Linked DNA regions of Canis lupus: region 2 is linked to region 1. A link is a contact called in public Hi-C data. All regions are on one chromosome and are shown on one strand. Each heading gives the region's core, a stretch centred on a gene start, on an enhancer-like site or on the middle of the called end of the contact. The rest is flanking DNA. Distances are from core to core; before and after follow the strand shown.

Region 1 (2,865 bases), core at 120-2,619:
TTCAAAAGTCCACACGATCAGACTTGTGTTTTTAAAAGGTTGCTATACTCCCAGTGGAGGATGGAATAGAGGTGTGTTAGCCTTCAGGCAGGGAGATGTGCTAAAGATGGTAGTGACATAAATTAGGGTAATATTGTGGTAACTAGGGAGGAAGGAGGGTGTTTAGAAGTGGTTTAAAATGTCCAAGACTTGACGATTGATTAGAAGGGAAGGAGTGGGCAGACAGACATCAAAGATGATCTCCAGAGTTCTGAGTGAAGTTTTCCTAAGGATAACATTACGTGAGCTTATCATTTGGTATTTTAAAATAAAGTTCAAGTAAGTGAGGTTATGTGATAGTGAAAGATGCTATTTCAGTGAGATTTCAGTAACGAAACATGCAAGAGAAAATTACGATCTCCGTGGTTAAGTTTATCATCTTTGTTGCTTTAATTTGCATCGAGAGCCTTCTCGCCCCTTGAGAGTGTAGTGGTGAATGCTGGAGACCGCACCTCTTTTTGCCAAGATGAGGATTAGCCATGGAGGACCAGCCATAGGCTGGGAACTAGGAGTCTACTGAGTTTCTTCTGTGATTGTCTTGTTGGGTAACCTTGGAACTGAGTTTCTGAAGTTTGACATCCCTTTTTGCTTTCTCTATTTCTTCTCCACACTTGATGACTTAGAAACGGATAGGACATGGCTCTTATCAATGGACCAGCGACATTGGGACTCCGCCTTCTTCCTCGAAGTCCCGCCTACCTCTCTTTAGACCACACCCCTTTCACTTGGCCCCACCCCCGAAGAGGTCGTCGCTGATACGACAGCGAATTCTCCACAATCTTGACCTATAGGAGACCTGGAGGGTGGGACCGAGATCAATCTTTTTTCCATTTGTCAAGTCAAGTGTCTATCTGGCCCCAGTCCCATCCCACTTCGTCTTCAAGCCAAGGATTGGTTGCCTCTGTTCTTGGTCCCCGGTTCATGATTGGTTCTTTTATTCCACCCTCTCTTCCAGCTTTTGCGGGCGGGATTAGCACGCAGCTTCCTGCTCCTGCCAAAAAAAATAAAAGAAGAAAAAGAAAAGAGGAGAGAGGCGAAAGAAAATGTCACGGAGATCTTTGGGTTTTAATTCGCTTTCAGTCTTGTCGGTCAGGCCCAACTCTGCCTTTTGATTGGTCTTTCTATCTGCCCATCCCGGGTCGGGGGCGGGATTTCCCCAGGAGACCCACACCTTGTTGCCACTGGCCGAGCAGTGCGCCTGTCTGAAGCTCCGGGCTCAGGATTGGAGGCAGACGCAGACAGGTGGGCGTGGATTGGCTAGGGCAGCCGGTCAGTGTGAGGCGGGGGCGGGGCCTCGGTGGCTGGTTGCGCGTGTCCGCCGCTGGCTCCGCTCTATCCGGCTTTGCTAGGGGAGGTGAGTCCGGCCGCGGCGGCACCGGCGGCTGAGGAGGCGGCGGCTGAGGAGAAAGCGGCCGGCAGCGACTGAGGAGAAAGCGGCCGCGGGGACGGGAAGCCGGGTGGGGGGGAGGGGGGGAGACGGAGCAGCCTTGAGCCCTGCGGGGGCCGTCGCGCGGGGGGACCCACCCGCTCTCCCCCCCAACCCTCCTCAGCAGAAGGGCTCAGCAGCCAGCGGCGGGGGCAGGAGTCAGCCCGCTTCCGACTGCACCCCGCCCGCCTCCCGGGGCTCCTATTCTTCGGCCCCGGGACCCTAACCTCCTCCCGGGGCGGTTCCCCGTCTGGGCGTCCGAGTGCTGCCCACCTCTCTTTCATTCCTCCCTGCACCTCCTTACCTTCACTTTGCCCCGGTTCTCTTTCTCCTCTCCGTCCTGCCCTGTCGCCTCCTCTGCTCACCCTATCCCTCCCGCCTCCTTCCCTGGCTCTTCTCTGTTCTGGAAAGTTTAGTGCCCCCCTCCAATCAGGTCAGCCCGACTAGGAGTAGGGGGAGATGTAGGAAGGCCCGAGAATCCGAGGGGGGGGGAAGCTGGTTTCCCTGAAAATTTCCCCCCACCTTTTTGGGGTGGTTGGAATTCTTTTCAGTTGTGTTTTTGAGGAGGTGGTAGGTGTTTAGAAAAGGATGTGGGAATGGAAGGGGTAGATGAGTCAACCCTCTTACAAGATTCCAAGGGTGGCGTGTTACCTGATCCTTTTCGTGTGTGGAGTTCAGGGGGTCGGGAGGTTTGGCCTTTATTCCCACATTCAAAGTTGGAACCTCCCCCCAATTAAGGATGGAGTTTTAGTACCCACTTGTGGCAGGAAACCTGGGGGGAAGGGGTCCCTTTTTCCTTTTCCCTTTTCTTTTTCTTTTTCCTTTTCTTTCTTTTTTTCTTTTTTCTGTTTTTCTTTTCTTTTTTTTCTTTTTTTTTTTTTTTTTTGGCAATCCACACCCTTCTACACACGCTCACCCCAAAACCAAACACCAAGATCCTCTAACTTGTTTGGATTGACTGATGAAGACATAAAGCCAGTTCCGCTCCATGTTTTTTGAGGTGGAGTGAGTGGTTTTTCTTCATTTTTAAATGGCCAAATGACAGCTTGACCCAGTTTGCTTTCCAATCAAAGGGCATTTTTTTGAATGTCTCTTTGTGGCGCAAGAGCCAACGCAAAAATGATGGCGGCTTATAATGGCGGTACATCTGCAGCAGCAGCAGGTCACCACCACCACCATCACCACCACCTTCCACACCTCCCTCCTCCTCACCTTCACCACCACCACCACCCTCAACACCATCTTCATCCGGGGTCGGCTGCGGCTGTACACCCCGTACAGCAGCATACCTCTTCGGCAGCTGCCGCAGCCGCAGCAGCGGCCGCAGCTGCAGCCATGTTAAACCCTGGGCAACAACAGCCATATTTCCCATCACCCGCACCGGGTCAGGCTCCTGGACC
Region 2 (2,865 bases), core at 183-2,682, 190 kb after region 1:
TAAAGAATGTCCAAAAGTTTGCCAAGTGAAGCAGGGAGGAGGCATTCCAGGCAGAAGGAAAAGCATGTGTCAAAATCTTGAGGCTAAAAGAAATGTAATGCATTCCAGGAACCATAAGGCTAAAACCCAGTGAACAAGGGGGCATGTGGAAGAGGTAACTCTAGATGAGGAGGCCTGAGCGTTCATGGAGAGCTCTGAAAGCCACAGTTATGAACGTGGGTTTTATCATAAGGGTAGTGGGCAGCCAGCAAATTCTCAGCAGGAAAGGCAGACATATGTGTCTTTTACAACCATCACTCTGACCCAGGGTGGAGGAGGGAACAAGAGAGTGGGGCTACACATACCTTGTTCATCGCTGTAACCCTAGCATCTAGCAGGGTGCCTGCACTCAGTAAATGTCTGTGGAATGAATGACTGGAAACAGAAAAGGCTATTACAGTACCCAAGGCTTGGAAGAAAAGCGTCCCCATTTGCGATGTTACATAAGCTGATGTAATTAGTAAAGCCCCGACTGAATGTAGGAGTCTGGGATGAGGGAAGGAAAGAGGCAGGCAAGATTCCCCTGTATCTGGCTCGAGCGCCAACTTTTAAGTTCGGTGGGCAGAGCTGAATGAGACGGATAAGACCGGATAAGGAGGGCAGGGAGAGGGTTCACAGCCGACTATCAGATTCCCTCCCAACTCCCACCACACGTGCGTGTCTGAGCATCTGAGGAACACCGGGCACCAGAGCCGCGCGGGGCTCCCCGAAGACGGCGGCGGCGGCGACACTCTCCGCCTCCCTGGCTCTCCCAGACCCATTCCCGGCCCCGCCGGCAGGCGCCATTCGCGGGATAGTCGGCAAGGGGCGCCGGGCACACAGGTAGGAAGACCTGGGTGATGGAGCTGGCTGTCCACACTACGGAAACGCCTCGAACTTCTGGGCCGCGGTTTCGTCACAGGGCCGCTGCGAGCATCCACGCAAAGCTCCAGGCCCCAGCTGGAGTCTCACCGCTCGCAAAGACGCGCGCGGAATCCCCACGTTTCTTTCGGCCTGTCAGGTTCAGTCGCCCCGGGTCCGCCCGCGTCCCCCGGCCCGGAGTCGCTGCCTACCTGGCAACCCCGTAGCGGCGGCGCGCTACCGCCCGAGCTGTTTCCTGCAGGCAGCCTCTCTCCCCGGGCAGCAGCAGCCGGTGCCTCGCCCGCCGGCCTCAGCCGCTGCCACGGCTACTGTTTACCCGTAACGTCATTACCTGACTGCGGAAGTACTTACCCCGCCCAACCCGCAGAGCCTGCTGGGAAAAGGGCCTGTGGGGAGGGACGGCTGCCTACAAGATCCAGAGGCCTTTGCGGCGGAAAGGCTGCCGGAAGTAGCCGAACGCCAACAGCGGAATTCTCCCAGGGGCCCCTCCCTCTCCCGTGATTGGGTGCTGGGCATGGCGGCGGGGCGGGCGGGGCTGGGCCGCGGCTCAGGGCGGAGTCCGCGGGCGGAGGATGTGAGCTCACGGCCCGGGATTGCTGGCGGGCAGGCGGCCACAGCCCCGGGCGGCACGGGGTCGGCTTGCAACCCAGCTGAGAGGAGACGTGCCCCCCGGGAACGGTGAGAGGCGGGGTGCGGATGCCCTGGGGGACAGGATGGACGGGCCGCGGGCTGGAGCAGGAGCAGGGGCAGGAGCCCCACCCGGGGCTGGGGAGAAGGCGTGGGACGGCGGAGGGGAGATGGAGAGCGCAAGTCCTCCACTGGGGTGCGTGTCAGAATCGGTCGGCTTCTCGGTGTGAGGAGGGGTGCGGCCCGGGGAAGACTCCACCGACCACGGAGAGGTTGGGTCTCGCTAATCTTTCCAGACCTTTGGGACGAAACCTAAGATTTACACCTCGGATTTCTGCTGGATCCGCCTCCTCTACCCAAGATTGGCCACCCGCCCCCCACCCACCCCACCGAGTGTCATGGACCCATGGGTCCGTCTTCTAGGACCCCGCCTTCTTCCACGGCCGTGGTTGTGGTCCTGCCCTTCATTCTGCTTAGGTTCCCATTAGCCTCACTGAGGGAGACTCGGATACGCCCTCAGCCCCAGGCATCCCCAAATACCCACACACAAAGTCCGGAAGGAACTGCAGTGAGGCTATCAGTGGAAACTTCATTCTCTCTGGAATTACTTTCTGGGGCGTCACCTGCCAAAGATTCCTGGAGCCCATTGGCCCGGGAGGAATCTGAGCGGTCGGCATCTGAGCTGACGTCATCCAGGGGCTCAAAGCAATTGCTTTGTAGGCTCTGTTGGCCACCCCCTAGCCTTTGAGTTCCTTTACTTTGGCGGAACATATGTTTGCTTTCTTTGATCCTGGGGAAATCGGGGCTAGACTCAAAATGCATAGGGGACTTGCTAAAACCTGTTAAGGAGTGGATTTACTCCATTGGGGTGGGTGGGGGAAGGTGAGGTGATTTCATACTATCACGTGTTACTTAGGGATTGGACAATCTGCTGGTGAGGTTCATCTCCTCCGTACTCCATCCTTGAGGCAAGTGAGTCTCCAGGACAAGCCACCAAAGAAATTTGGCATTTCAGAAAGCAGCCGCTCTGGTCCTTCCTTGGACAGTCTTCCTAGAGGGCTACCTAAATCTTTTCAGGGACAATTTCAGTCTAACAAACTGAAATAGATTAAATACTTTCAGATGTGCATGACATTGTGCTAATCACTGTTTGGGATAGTAGAGCAGTAAACTTGGGGAAGCCGGTGCACTGCTTCTGGATCGCACTTGCAGGAGGTGATGTGCAACAGTAAACTTTTGCATACTGTGATGACTGCTGAGGCAATCACACCTTTTTTTCTGTCTGCATTACCAACACTGCAGGCCAGGCGTCCATCAGTTGCCTAGACTGCTGCTTCC

Evidence for each region. A called contact is a pair of places that touch in the nucleus more often than the background predicts.
Region 2: a contact with region 1 is called in a Hi-C map of blood, with 2.4 times the contacts expected there. The contact joins the promoter of TNFAIP1 here to the promoter of NLK in region 1. A contact is called at or near these places in 2 of 9 Hi-C or Micro-C datasets (both in blood).

Annotation. Positions count from the first base shown.
Region 1 is chr9:42,369,073-42,371,937 of UU_Cfam_GSD_1.0, forward strand. NLK (serine/threonine-protein kinase NLK) reads left to right here and starts at 1,370. Exons shown (of 11, transcript XM_038548220.1): 1 at 1,370-2,865. The coding sequence starts at 2,552. It also overlaps LOC111097442.
Region 2 is chr9:42,558,255-42,561,119 of UU_Cfam_GSD_1.0, forward strand. TNFAIP1 (BTB/POZ domain-containing adapter for CUL3-mediated RhoA degradation protein 2) reads left to right here and starts at 1,433. Exons shown (of 7, transcript XM_038548226.1): 1 at 1,433-1,578. IFT20 (intraflagellar transport protein 20 homolog) reads right to left here and starts at 1,254. Exons shown (of 6, transcript XM_038548225.1): 1 at 1,092-1,254.